Linked DNA regions of Sus scrofa: regions 1 and 3 are each linked to region 2. The links are chromatin contacts, called in public Hi-C and promoter capture Hi-C maps. All regions are on one chromosome and are shown on one strand. The core of a region is the stretch at or near the end of the contact, and the rest is flanking DNA. Distances in the headings are between cores, read along the strand shown. Region 1 overlaps ANKRD44 (serine/threonine-protein phosphatase 6 regulatory ankyrin repeat subunit B). Region 2 holds the start of ANKRD44 (serine/threonine-protein phosphatase 6 regulatory ankyrin repeat subunit B). Region 3 overlaps ANKRD44 (serine/threonine-protein phosphatase 6 regulatory ankyrin repeat subunit B).

Region 1 (4,661 bases), core at 1,338-3,837, 230 kb before region 2:
TTGTTCTGGCATCACAATAGGCATGCACGGTTGTTACTGCTTGTTCAATTCTCAAGCCCACCCCTAGAAACCATAAATTCCTTGCCACCCTATAATCCAGCACAGTAGATGACACCTAACAAGCAATCAACAGATATTTAGTGAATATAAGAATGTCAGAACCTGCAAAACTACTACTAAATCTGCTGCAACTGAGGTAGAAAAAGCAGTGAGAGCATAACTGGTAAAAGACAAATTCAAATCCTAGAGACAAGCGCCCCAAACCTAACAAAGTTAAAGAAGCAAAAACACCCAAGGGCTTTGACACCAGGCAAAGGTGCCTGAGCACTGAGTCACGTTGCAGAAACTGCTCTGACCGAAAGTTCAGAGAAGCAAAAAGAATAACCAAAAACATTCAGTCAAGGCCTAAGAATAAGATGCAGTTAAATTCATCAGAAAGTAATGACCATAACACTTGCCATAAAGAGATCTTTAAAAATACACTGGCCATTTTGTTTATGAAGGTAAGTGATTTTCATAAATGCTCCTTGTTTACTTATTTACAGAAAGAAAGGCCTGTTTTTCTCCTCTTTAATGAGCTACCCTTTCTAACTCTACAAGGAGACCAGAGCACAGTGATCTTTGTGGGGAGGAGCTTTAGCAAATTTTATCTTCTGCAACTCTCCTCCTCCTCCCTTTGTTTGTTTCTTGTTCATTTGTTTGGGTTTTTTGTTTTTTGTTTTTTTGCTTTTTACCTCCACGGCATATGGAGGTTCCCAGGCTAGGGGTCCAATTGGAGTTACAGCTTCTGGCCTATGCCACAGCCACAGCCACATCAGGTCCAAGCTGCGTCTGCGACCTACACCACAACTCAGAGCAATGCCAGATTCTTAACCCACTGAGGGAGGCCAGGGATCAAACCTGCAACCTCATGGTTCCTAGTTGGATTTGTTTCTGCTGAGCCACGATGGGAACTCCATGTTTTTTGTTTTAAATGAGATTTGCAATATTTATTTCAGGTTCTCTGTTTGTTTGTTTTGCCACACAGGCAGTATGTGGGAAATCCTGGGCCAGGGATCGAACCTACACCACACAGCAGCAACCAAAGCCAACACGGTGGTGAGAATGCAGGAGCTTCAACCCGTTAGGCCGTCAGAGAATTTCCCTTCTCCTCATTTTGGTATTTTCTCCTTAGATGGTTCCCCCACCACCACTATATATATATACTCAGACACACACAGATACACACACCATTGCTACCCTCAATGAACCACTGTTACTGAAGGGAGCAGGTCTTATCCCCAAATATGCTGAGACAGAAGAAAGCATATGGCTCTTGGAGCTGGAACAGCGTTTCCCTCATCAATGTCCTCAGGACACAGCACGGTCAATGGAAGGAAAGGCTACTTGAATAATAATGTCATTCCTAAGGCACTTTTGCCACATAGTATGTGTTTGCATAAAATGAAGGTAAAATAATTACAAGGAAAGAGGCTTTGTGCTTATTGAGTTTTTTTGGCAAATTTTAAGTAAACATTTGGCCAGTTTATCTCTCAAACGGTTCAAATCTGAAAGAAAATCAGAAATTCATGGTTCTTTGGCTAACAAGTTAAAGAAAACACCACTGAAAATATTAACACATCACAAGTGAAGTTGGTTTGTGCCCAAATCATTTACTTCTGCTTAACTGACACATTTAGGATCCCTGCCTTTGGGTAGCCATGACCTGCTTGGGAACTCTAGAATCTGGTCAAAGCCTTCTGATCCTAGCACGCTGTTCTCGCCAGGAAATTGAGCTGCTTCTTTTGATCTGCAACCTCCCAATCAAAAAGGCCCTTTGACTTAAAGCAGATCCCTTTCTCTTCTGAGACAACCCAGTGTTCTTGCTGTTCGTCAGTGTACCTCTCCTCTGACCGCCCTCAGTTTTGTCCTTAGCCTGAGCCCGCATCTTTTCTTCTCTGGACATTTGCAAGAGGCTGCCCAGTGCTTCTAGTCTGGACCACCTCCAATCTGTCTGGATTGCAATTAGAGCAATCTTTCTCACACACAAATGGGATCATCGGACACAAGCTACCCTACACCCACTTACAATTCTTTTTTTTTTTCTTTCATTTTTTAAAAATTATTACTATTTTTAAAATAGTTATTTCCCCAATACAATTATAATTCCTTAACAGCTTCTGAATGCCTCAGCATGGAACCCAACTCCTTAGCAAGACAATTGTGATCCTTTGTAGTGTGGCTCTTCCTGCCTTTCCACCTCATCTCATTCCACTCCCCCTAGATCAGGTAGTCCAGGCTTGGGAATCTGCTTTTGGATATGGTCACATATTTGTGCCTTTGTAAATACTGTTCCCTCTTCCTGGAATGTGCTTCCCTGCTTCCCCCTCTATCTTTTTTATCTCACACAATTCAGTTTGCCATGTGGCAAACTCCTACCCATCCTTCTTTTGCTGAAATGTCATCTCTTCAGTGTTTCCCTGGTCCAAACCTCCATCATAACACACCTCATGACGCTGCAGTCATTTGCTCTTGATCTCATCTCCACCACCAGCCCGGGAGCCCGGAGGGCCACCAGAATGCACCATGCCCTGGACCATTTCAATTCTGGTTCATTCTCTGCCAAGATTTTTGATTCTATTGCACAACACTTGACAAATAAATTACAATTCCTAATATAACCCTGCCTTTGTAGTTTTCCTTTCCTAAAGATTCAGTTATTATCCCCAGTTTCTATGGTCAAGGCCAAACTCTTTATTGAAGCATTTAAGACCCTCTTTAATTTGACTATACTACATGTTACTGAGCAATAAATTAATAGTCAACATTTATTGATTGTTTACTATGTGCCAGGCACTGTTCAAAGAGTTTTTTTTTAGGGCTGAACCCGCAGCATATGGAAATTCCCAGGCTAGGGGTCGAATTGGGGCTGCAGCTACCGGCCTACGCCACAGCCACGGCAATGTGGGATCCAAGCCACGTCTGCGACCTACACCACAGCTCCCGGCAACACCAGATCCATAACCCACAGAGAGAGGCCAGGGATCAAACCCATGTCCTCGCGGATACTAATCAGGTTCATTACTACTGACCCATGACGGGAACTCCCCAAAAGCTTTTAATAGGGATTATCATGTTGAATAACCTTAGCAGATGTATTTATATAACTCACAATCACACAGATCTTAACATATACCAGAAAGCTTTACTAATAATTAAGTCCTTTAATCTTCATCACAAACTTATAGGAGGTACTACTATTACTCTGATTTTTCAAATGAGGAAATCAAAGCACAGAGATTGAGCAACAGGCTGAAGGTCACACAGCTCACAAGTGAGGCAGCTTGGATTGGAGCCCAGCTGGTGCCCAGGAAAGCCTGGGCTCCCAACCGTGATATAATACTGCCTCTGGGCAGAGCACACACCATCACACACCCTCTACCCTGCCAGGCTAAGCTTTTCCCAGAGCCTTATCTCTTCCTGCCACTCACTGCTCTACTCATAATTCCATCCTCCAAAGCCTACCTAAAACTCACCTTCTCCTTGAAAACTGTGGCCACCCTTGAGCTCTCCTCTTCCTATCTACACGCTATGGTTCGTATAGCTTACACCAAACATTTTGCCATTAAAGTCCTGTTTCATTTTGAACTTCATTAAATACTATCTTGCACGGTTCTTTGTTTTAGTGGGGCCTTGGGCTTCCAACAAAATTATGAGCTCCGGGAGGATACCAACCAGGTAACTTCCGACATTTCCCATAGCACCCAGCATTGCGACAGACTCATATAGATGTTTTAAATACTCTTGTTGAATTGAAGTACAAAATGAAGTCAGGTCCCCCTTCCCAACGTAGCAGATTTATTCAATTGCATTCTATAACCATACCGTTAATACGGGTCATTAATATGCAAAACAACACCCTCAATAAATTTGAGTTTGCCCAATTATGCTTTATTCTTCCTGCTTAACTAACACTGAAAATTGGGGGAAAAAGAATATTAAAAAGGCAGAGTTAGGAATAAAGTTCAAATTTCCTTAATTAAAACCACTAGAATAGACTTCTTTCTGATGTAGCTAAAAAATAAAATTGGTTCTTCCTTGCAAGTGTCATTAAAAGTCACTTAATTTAGATCAAATTTAATTTGTGTTTAGCACAATGGTACAGTCTACCCTAACCCAGATAAATGGGAACTATCTACCACATGCCAGAATCCCCGTGGCAGGACGCCCATGTGTGGCAATTATTCCACCGTATTTTTGCAGTAACCTACTTGGCTGTGTCAGCTCCACTGGTTATTAAGGTGTTAATCAAAAGCTCATGACCGTATCTTGCAGCCACATGGAGAGGAGTGTTGCCATCCTTATCCACACAGTCAATTTCACCTCCTGAAAAAGACATTTTAATACAGAACAACATAAGGATTCAAGTTGACTCACATACCACATTTTATGCTGGTCACGTTAACCAAATGTTGATTTCGTGTCTACTCTGTGCATCTCTGCTCTCAAGGATAAGAATGCTTTCTCAGGGGACAAGTCACCATCTCGAGTAGTGGTATTATTAAATCTGCATAGAGGAAAGTCTACTAGAAATGCTTATTAATTTTTTTCCACATTGTCTTATTTGAGGATCTAAAATCTGACAACTGGATTCCCTCTCTGAATAAACAATGCAATCAAAT
Region 2 (4,941 bases), core at 275-2,774:
ATCAAGATTACCAGCTGCTCCTCCTGCTAAATTTAAGGGTAACATAAATCTTAATTAAGTGATCCCTCCCCCACAAAAAGAAAATTTAAAAAGCCTGTAAATACTTATGGAAAACAAAGCAAAACTTTGAATCTGAAGGCAGGAGAGCAAACCACTGTGGTGATGGATCGCATTTAAGTCGCAGGGGTTCTGACTTAGGACATAAACTGAGGACGGCGAGGCACCAGATGCAACCCACTTAGGAAGCTGTTTAACACCAAGGACTGGCATGTTCGACCGCGTGTGTCAAAGTCAAGACTGCCTCTCCGCCTATTAGGACCACAAAACAATGTTCGTTCCACCATGTATGAATAAACGGCAGAAGAAGAAAAAAGCAAGCTGTTTCCTTCTTTCGTGGAAGAAGCTGCAGAGTTTTGTCATGCAACTTGCTTGGGCGCCTGTGAGTGTCAAGGTCCTCAGAGCAGCACAGTCCGCAAAGGCAGGGTATTTCCATTCCACAGACCCGCAGCAAGGACTGTCAGGCGAGTCAGCAATAACCCCACCTCTCCGATCCAGGACTCCAGGGCTGCCCTGTGCGGTGTCTCAACCGGAAAGCAACAAAACTGATGAACACACACAGAGGGTAGCCCACTACCTGAGAAGGGAGCCCCGGACCGGACTTCTCCTCCTGGGAGAGCCCGGCCAGGGCCCAGAGCGCGGTCTCCAAGAGTCCCCATCGCGCACCACGCACACTGCCTCTGGGTTACTAAAGAGGAAGTCAAAATGTCATGTCAAAAGGATAAAGACAGCCCGACCACACAAGAATCGCTGTCAGGGCGGGTCTACGGCTTGGCTTGGAAAGGGGTCCGCAGGCTGTGATCCCTTTTCCCTCTCCATCCACGGTCCTCCTGCCGGCGGCGCGGACCAGCCTCCTCTCGGCCCGCACGGGCTGGCGGAGCCCACGCTGCGCAGCGCCGGAGGCGCACCTCAAGCCTCCCCTCCCCCTGCCCAGCCCGGGCCCGCGGACAACGCACCCCCGCGCACCCCCTTCCTCAGTCCCCAAGGCGCCCCTGGCCGAGCCCGCAGTTCCGAATGCCCCGCGCCGGGCAGCGCCGGGAAGGAGAGCCTCAGCCGCCGGCTTTCAGAGGAGCCGGCGGCCACACACACTCCTCCCCTTCGCCGCGAGTAAACAGCTCGCGGGCGCGCTCCGCGCCGCGCCCCCATCCCCCCGCCGGGGCTCCGCGCCGCCCCGCGCGTCCCGCCCGCCGGCGCCGGCGCCGCCGCCCCCTACCTGGTCGGTGAGTTTGAGCACTGCCATTCTTCTGCTCCTTCGCGCGCACACACATACAGGTTCCCGGTCCACAGATGTCACGCCAGGAGCCGGGGAAGCGGAAGGGATTGCCAGGGGAAGGGAAAAAAATCTGGCTCCCGAATTTGACAGCCCTCCCTATGCTCCTCCTCCGCCGCCTCTTCCTCCTCCCGCCGAGAGGCTGACACTGGCTAGTAGGGTTTGCAGCCGAGCCCGCCCGCCTTTATACAGGAAGTACCGGCTGCTGCCAGCCGGGCCGCCACTGACATCACCGCGCGCTGCCTCGCTCGCCGCCGCGCCGCCTGGCCGACGCTGCCTCCTGCCGCCCGCGGCCGCGCCTCGCAGCCCGCGGGCCCCCGACGCCCGCTCGTGCTCGGCGCGCCGCCGTGGGCCCAGACTGCCGCCTGCTTTCCGCACCTGCACATTGCGCCCGGGGCGAGCGGGATATCGGCCCCAGGGTCGCCCCGGCTGCCCCCACCCCCAGACCCAGGACGTGCGCGGTTAAAGGCATCCCCAGGGGCTGCTCGTGACCCTCCTTCGCCCCGTCCCACGCACACAAACACACACGGTCGTACAACCTGATGAGCAAGTCCTGCTGGCACACCCCGAGGGGTAAGAAAGGCTGCACCAAAGTTTTAACCCGGGAGACTGGGAGGCTGGGTCACACTCTAGATTGGCCTTCCCCTAAACCTCTCCCCTGTCCGGAAACAGTCCAGTACATCAAATGATCACACCTGGGTCAGGTACCACAGTGCTAATGCTCTCGTTATCTAAAGCGGGGAGCCCCCCCCACACACACACACACACATTCTTTAGCAAGTGTTTTTCAAAACTTGAGGGTGGGGATTCGGGCTTTGGCCCTTTCGCCTTTTTCTCCACCTACCTCCCAGCTAGAACACACAGAAGCCCATCATTAAATTCAAACATTGGGAGGGAAGGAGGTAAAGTGGAATTACTGGAGAAGAAAAGCGATCCTAAATTACCGCATTAATGGGCCCTTGAGTGTTTCCACCAGTTCTGACTCATTCCAGATAACGATGCTATTCAACAGATAGAAGACCCAGCTGTCAAACAGCGAGAGATGCATACACGATGGTCATATTCATACACATAGTGAAGAGTTGATACTTCTGGAATTCCGAGCAAACGATTCCTTCAACAACCCTGTACTGAGTGCTGACTTTGTACCACAGAAGGAAAGGGGGAGCATAAATATTCCAGATACCCAGTCATAGGGGGTGTCTGACACGAATGAAGTGGTCATCACTAATGAATGTAATTACAGGCTGAGATAAGGGTTGGGGGCGGGGGGAGAAATACTCCTGAAAGGAATCTGTGATGCAGGAATCAGACCAGACTGGTAGGTGAGGATAGGCTTCCCTGGGAAGTGACAAGAGGTGAGATTCTGCAGGAGGAAGGGCTGGGTAGGCAAGTACATGGGGTGCTGCTCCCAGGCAGCCCCACATGCCCCTGGCATGGCAGGGAGCAGACTTGCATTGAACAGCAAACCAGAACTGCAGTTCCTGGGGCAAGACCAAATAGCTACCCTTCATTCACAAAGTAAAGGTGGGCTCTTCGTTCCTAACTTCTGAGCCTCCCCAGTCTGCTGAGAAAGGAGAGGAGAGAATGGTAGCATGCTCTTAGCATCCCCCATTTATTATCTAACCATGGACTTGTGATTCAGATCACGAAGACAAGGGGAACCAAGAAATCACTCTCCTGGCCTCCACTCCACTAATCTTCAGTAATGCACAGAGACTAAAAAAAATTTCCCTCCTAAGGCCTCCCTCAAACACAAAGTAGTTTGCTTTTGTTGCATCTGTGGAGCAGTTCTTCACTGCTGTTGTTAGTATGTCTATTTATTAATATTACTGCCTGGCTTTGTGGGTAACTGGATAGGACACTGACCTCTCTTGTTAAATATAGCCATCTTTCAGAAGAGTGATAACAAATGACTTGATATGGCAGAAGTATTCAAGGTCCACTCTGGTTCACCATGGGCATGCCTACATGCAAGTTCTTGGAGCCTGATTTGAAAGGAGGAGCAAACAGTTCTCAAACCTATCGGGTCCAACATCCGATTTTGTAACTAGGTTTCTTTGCTTTTCGTTTTTTGTTTTATGGCCACATCTGTGACATATGGAAGTTCCTGGGCTAGGAGTCAAATTGGAGCTGCAGCTATAGCTGCCTGCCTATACCACAGCCACAGCATTGCAGGATCCCAACCACATCCATAACCTACATCACAGCTTTTGGCAACACCGGATCCTTAACCCACTGAGTGAGGCCAGAGAATGAACCCACATCTTCATGGAGACTATATGAGGGTCTTAACCACCTGAGTCCCAATGGAAACGCCAGTAAACTAGCATTTTTAATACTCTCATTACTATGAAATGAAATTCATAAATAACATTACCTTCCTATGCAAATTTCCCCCATATCAACATAATGTCCTAATATATAATAAAGGAGAAATAAAATTTGTAATTAATGTGTACTTCAATAGATAAATGCTATAGAATAACTCTATTGGAAGACAAAATAGTCAGATGCTTGCACCTGCATGTAGAACCACCGTGCATGAAACTACAAATGTAGTCCAATATGAAAGTGTTTCAATAGCAACTCAAATATCAACATTAGCGTTAACATAGGTGACATGATTTTTTGAAAAGTTGAAGCATTTTGGTCAAGTTTCAAACAAAATAATAAAGGATTGGGTTAAATTTATGGATATGGGTGCAGTTACCAAGAAGTCTGGATTTAACATGTGAGCTCATGGGTTCAAAACGACTCCAATGATTTGCTCCACTGATTTAATGAAACTCAGACTCAGTGGTGGTCTATAGTCAATGAGATGGAGATGATAGAATGTGCCTGATAAGATGTGGAGAAAAAAATCCAAAGCTTTATAAAGATGGGAATGTTGCATAACATTTTATCATGCATAAACTGTACACCCAACCCCAAATTACAAACCCCTACACTAAGGCATTGAAGAATATATTAGTAAGGGGAGCATCAGAAACGCTCTATGGTAGTTGGATATGATGGTTGGGAGATGCTTCCATTGGGACCACTTTCTGATTTCTACAAGAGTGAGATCCTGGGATGGCAAAAGCCAAGGAGCAGCACTTAACCGGCAGGAAGCAGGCAGACACTTTACAAGCACAGCAGGAAGAAAGTAGTACTCAAAGGTTTTGACCTACAAGGATATATGGCTCTAGGAATGAAGTAAGTGGGCAGACTTCTGAAATATTCCTTGATGTTTTTTACAGGCAAAACTCTAGGTCTGCTGCCTGAAACCTGACTTGAGACATCAAATGAAGTCATCTTCTCATCCAGTTTCCATAACTCAGCCAGCTCACAGACACATTGAAAGGGAGGCTTGTTCCCTTGCAGAAGAACCCTGCAGCCTTGCATAAATATATACCACAGCTCTTCATCCAGCTTTCCCCAGAGGAATTTGATGGCACTTATTAGGGTGACCATGCATCAGGAAAAAGGGAATACCCAGATATTTCAGTGATTATTTGATAGTTTCTAAATTAATGCTAATTCCTGTGGATCCAAAATACACTGGCTCTACCAATCAAAGTGGAGCCCAATGGTAGGAAGTTGATAAATGGAGTTTTCACCTAAGTACACCT
Region 3 (4,833 bases), core at 1,122-3,621, 140 kb before region 2:
GGCCAGTGGCTACAGCTCCGATTCGACCCCTAGCTTGGGAACCTCCATATGCCACGGGAGTGGCCCAAGAAATGACAAAAAGACAAATAAATAAATAAATGAATAAAATATAAATATATTGGTCCTTATCATTTATCAACACAATACTAGGTCAGTGCAAAAAAGTATTAATAATGTAAAGGAATAGAGAAAAAAGCAGAAATCCTACTATCCAGATTCAACCATAATTAACTATTTGGACCTCTTCTTTTACTTACATGCATACATCATATGTGCTATTTAGCAACTTACTGTTTCAGTCAAAAATGTAACTTGAAGATCCTATCTATCCATAAATATATGCAATAGGCAAAAATGGATACCTATCACCCTTTTTAAAGATAGTATATTACCATATATGGGTATACTGTAACATGTTTAAGAAATAAACTGGAGTTCCCGTCAACACGGATCAGCACAAACAAATCTGACTAGCATCCAAGAGGATGCAGGTTCGAGCCCTAGCCTCGCTCAGTGGATTAAGAATCCAGCGTTGCCATGAGCTGTGGTGTAGGTCGCAGATGCAGATCGGATGTGATGTTGCTGTGGCTGTGGTGTGCGCCAGCAGCTATAGCTCCGATTAGACCCCTAGCCTGGGAACCTTCATATGCTGCGGGTGCAGCCCTAAAAAGACAAAGAATAATAATAATAATAAACTATTGGTAATTTCTAACCTCTTATTATTATAAACCACACGACAGCACACAGTTTTTGGATTTATGGTTGTCCACGGATTTCCCTTTGGGTGAATTTCCCGGTGTGGTAGTGCTCTGAGAGGGTATACTCTGCTGAAGGTTGATATGGATGTCAAGCTGCCCTGCAAAGGCCAGTACAAATCACTTTCTCCTCAAAAAGGCTTCAGAGTGTCCCTTCAGCTATATCGTCCTTGATGTCTTATGTCATCTTTGCTGATCTGACAGGTAAATATGGCACCCAATGGCTATCTTGCATGAATGCTTAGATCTCAGGTAAGATTGGAACTGGACATTCCTTCATACGTGTGTGGGGTCACAGCAGTTGCTTTGGTGAGTGGCCTCGGCATATCCTTTGCCCGTTCCTCTATTTGGGTGTTTATCTTTTTCTAGATAGTTTGCAAAAGGTCTTTATATGTATTAGGAACATTTACAGTTTTCACATATATTGTACATATCTTTAGTTCATCTTTTAATCTTGCTTATGGAGACTGAATACACAGAAGTTTACAGTTTTTATACATGCAAAAGTATGTACCTTTTCCATCATGGTTTTTATCTTTGCTCGTATGCTTAGAGAGTCCTTCCTCACACCAAGATGGAAAAATATTCTCCCCTCCCCCCAGCCTCTATTCCATTACTTTCATCTTTTTTAATTTTCTACCTCTAGAATTGATCTTGATATAAGACATTAGGGAAGGAGTCAGCTTTTTAACCAGCCAGTTGTCCCAACACTGTTTTATTAAATAATCTATCTCATCCCTGTAGTTTCAAATGCTTCCCTTATTTAATACCGAATATCCATATACACTTGAGTCTAATTTTGTACTCATTAAATCTGTTCTACTAATTTGATTTCTCTTCCTGTGCCAGTAACACACTGTTTTAATTGCTACAGCTTTGTAATTAGTTTTAAGATATTTGGTGAAACTCTCCCCTCACTGATTTTCTTTTTCAAGACTTTCCTCATATAAACATTGTAAATCAACTATACTTTAACACATTTTCATTTTAAAAACACAGCAAAAATTAACACAATATTGTAAATCAACTTTACTTCAATACCATTTTAAAAAATATATAACGAGTGCCATCATGTTTATTCCCCTGGATAAAGTTTCAAATGATCTTGCCAAGTTTCCCCAATCCAAGTTGTACCACTCAATTCCACTGCATCGAATTTACACACTAATTTCAAACAAGTATGTCTTCTTTCCATCTAAAAATGATGTAGCTCCTTTATTCACATTTTCATCCTCCCCCAAAACTTAACAGCTAAGGTGGAAAAAAGAGCCATAACCCTTTATCCAAGAGAAGGTCACATTCTCAAGCTATTACAAAGTATATCTTTTAAGACTTTTCCTTGATGCTGTGAAAATGCCTAGCAACTGCAAAATAATACTAATGCCATTATACTTGGAATATTTCCATAGCTCCAAAATACCCATCTCTATTCTCTGGAGGGTGCACACTGTATACCCTTGTAAGATTTCTCTTTCCCGGAGGATGGCTCTCTGGCTTCCAAGGCCAGTGCTGGAGAAATGAATGGGGCCTCACACTGCGTCCCCTGGAGGACAATGAGGAATGATGCTAACCAGACCTGCCTTCACACATCATAAATGGCCCTGAAGCCATATTGCTGCAAACCCGCTCAGCACCGTCTGAAGTTCATGAATCATTCTCCACAGGACGCAGGTCATGGCTCCCAAACCACAGTCCCACATCCTGGGCAGGGGTCCAACAAGGAACGAGGCGGGTGACAGTACTGTCAGGCATGTGCTGAGAGAGGGGCACCTACCCTCAGGACAAAAAGCATCCCTCCCAGAGCTGTGAAGGGATTGCCAGGCGCCCCACAGGCCAAGGAGCCAGGAGGGTTAGCCACGCTTACAGACCTCAGCCCACTGCTTTCCTGCAACACCAGGTCTTCCGCTTCAGGACTACACGTGAGATTTCCAGATGCAGGCAGCCAGAGGAACCTTAATGGCTAACTATTTGCCGATCTCATCCACAGTTAGCAAAACGGTGGCCTGCAGGCTGAATTTGGCCCACAGATGTGTTTTCTTTGGCCTGAATGCTGCTGGATCATTTTTTTGGAACCAACATTTAACAATTTAGAGATTTCCTGTATTTTCTCTTAAAAACTAAAGAAGTCTGGACCACACTACGCCTGCATTCTTGTGCAGAAACATTCATTAAGAGCCAAGCAGGTCATCACCCCCAGTGACAGTGTGCTCCTATATTAATGGACTTTGCTTAGGGGTTTTGCAACCCCCACCCCCCCAACCCCAGCCTGTGGCCTCCTCCCTCCCAGTCGTTTCTGATTTAGGTCTAATTTAGAGGATACACAGGTCTCTCAGCTAACAAAACTTCTCAGGACTTTATCCCCACATCAAATTCCTTATTAAAAAAGAAAAAATCAAATAAGGTATATGTAGGTGAAGGGAAAGTCACAGAAATCTAGAAGCCTAAAACGCTATGCTATATAGTTTGTACTGCTCATGTTCTAGGGAATTTAACATGATAGAGTGAAGCTAAGTTTAGAGAGGATATTAAATTTATCACTTAAAGTTCTTTATGTAGAGTCAGATTACAGCCTTCTGGATGGATTCAAAAATATGTTCTATTTTTTAAAGAAACAGCACAAAGTCCCAGTTATAAAATAAATAAGTCATGGGGATGTAATGTATGGCATGGTAATTCTAGCTAATAGTACTGCACTACACACTTGACAGCGGCTAAGAAACTAGATCTTAGAAGCGAACTATTGCCTTTAGAGTAGATAAGCAATGAGATCCTTCTGTATAGCACTGGGAACTATATCTAGTCACTTGGGATGGAGCATAATGGAGGATAATGTGAGAAAAAGAATGTATATATGTATGTGTGACTGGGTCACTTTGCTGTACAGTAGAAAACTGACAGAACACTATACCAGCTATAATGGAAGAAATAAAAATCAATTTTAAAAAAGTTCTTATTACAAGAAAAAATAATTTTCTAAGTTATGTATGATGATGGAATTTAACTAGACTTATTGTGGTGATCATTTTAATATATATATATATACACACATATATATAATGTTGCTACACAAATATATACACACAAAAACAAGTTACAATTTTACTATGGATAATTCATCTTGCTTATTGAAAAAGATCCCCTCATGATACAATGTTGATATAGTTTCTTTTTTCTCACTTGGATCTTGAGACTAGCAAGCTATTATTCTCTAAATTAATGCCGGTAGTCAAGAACTACAGCTTTAATGGTTTTTCTCCCCTTTTTCACCATAAATACTTTGCCAACATAATCACCTTAAGATTTACTCTAGTATATTCATCTATCATCCGTTCCCAGCCTAGAACTGAAATGCACAAATATACTACGCCAAATCCTACTATTGCAAATAACAAACATTAACTGCTTGGCCAAATCATTTTGATGTATAAAGTAGATACATTAAAAAAATCAACATGGGGATGACCCAACCGTAAAAGGGCATTTTTGAAACTAGTGGAACAAAAAAAAATTAAATATGCACTGGATATTGGTGATACTGAGAAATTATTGCAAATTTTATTTGATATGACAATGGCTGTGTGTGTGTGTTTGTGTGTGGTACGTATATGTTCATATTGGTTCATGATACTTTAAAAAATAAACTCCATGAGTTTTCTATCATGTGGGACTTAAAAATCTTAGAACTGTATGTGTCTCTCACAGTTTTAAGAGACTTTGAACGTCACCTAATCCAGACATGGGAAAAAGATTTCAATTTACAGGCTAATTCCAATTTAATAGCGCTATCCTGTGAAGAAATTTTGGTCTTTAAGACTGAAAGGGGAAAAAAAAAAAAAGTCACAAATATTATCATTGCTGGCCAAGGGCATAAGATAGAGTGGGGCCATGTGTGTTAACTACTATGTCTTACCTTTATCCTCTCTAGTCTAGTGGCCTTTCAGAGAACTTACTTGCCAAGACAACTTATTACTTCTCTAGACAGCTCTATAAAATGATTTCTTATATTTTGAGCTGAAATCACATTTTCTGTAGCTTACAACCACGTGACATAAGAAGAGTTCCATTTTTTGACTCCACA

The links. Promoter capture Hi-C pulls out the DNA fragments that hold promoters and counts their contacts. A called contact is a pair of places that touch in the nucleus more often than the background predicts.
Region 1: a contact with region 2 is called in a promoter capture Hi-C map of liver, with 6 times the contacts expected there. The contact joins the enhancer-like site here to the promoter of ANKRD44 in region 2. A contact is called at or near these places in 3 of 5 promoter capture datasets (fetal liver, fetal skeletal muscle and liver), 28 of 47 Hi-C or Micro-C datasets (adipose tissue, alveolar macrophages, blood and 14 more) and 2 of 2 datasets of contacts at active chromatin or transcription factors (alveolar macrophages and skeletal muscle).
Region 3: a contact with region 2 is called in a Hi-C map of embryonic fibroblasts, with 1.9 times the contacts expected there. The contact joins the enhancer-like site here to the promoter of ANKRD44 in region 2. A contact is called at or near these places in 3 of 5 promoter capture datasets (fetal liver, fetal skeletal muscle and liver), 8 of 47 Hi-C or Micro-C datasets (embryonic fibroblasts, fibroblasts, mesenteric adipose tissue and 4 more) and 1 of 2 datasets of contacts at active chromatin or transcription factors (alveolar macrophages).

What each region holds. Positions count from the first base shown.
Region 1 is chr15:100,977,449-100,982,109 of Sscrofa11.1, forward strand. ANKRD44 (serine/threonine-protein phosphatase 6 regulatory ankyrin repeat subunit B) reads right to left here. Exons shown (of 28, transcript XM_021076238.1): 10 at 4,251-4,365. Among named protein-coding and RNA genes, the nearest start is that of PGAP1, 160 kb to the left of the region's middle. Within about 2 kb of position 2,588, at least 3 of the 83 cell types and tissues checked have an H3K27ac peak or open chromatin away from gene starts, as enhancers often do. A contact at or near this core is called in liver, where this site is marked.
Region 2 is chr15:101,209,648-101,214,588 of Sscrofa11.1, forward strand. It overlaps ANKRD44 (serine/threonine-protein phosphatase 6 regulatory ankyrin repeat subunit B), which reads right to left and starts at 1,525. Exons shown (of 28, transcript XM_021076238.1): 1 at 1,271-1,525. The coding sequence starts at 1,297.
Region 3 is chr15:101,073,615-101,078,447 of Sscrofa11.1, forward strand. The region is part of intron 2 of ANKRD44 (serine/threonine-protein phosphatase 6 regulatory ankyrin repeat subunit B); the gene reads right to left. Among named protein-coding and RNA genes, the nearest start is that of ANKRD44, 140 kb to the right of the region's middle. Within about 2 kb of position 2,372, at least 10 of the 83 cell types and tissues checked have an H3K27ac peak or open chromatin away from gene starts, as enhancers often do. A contact at or near this core is called in embryonic fibroblasts and omental adipose tissue, where this site is marked.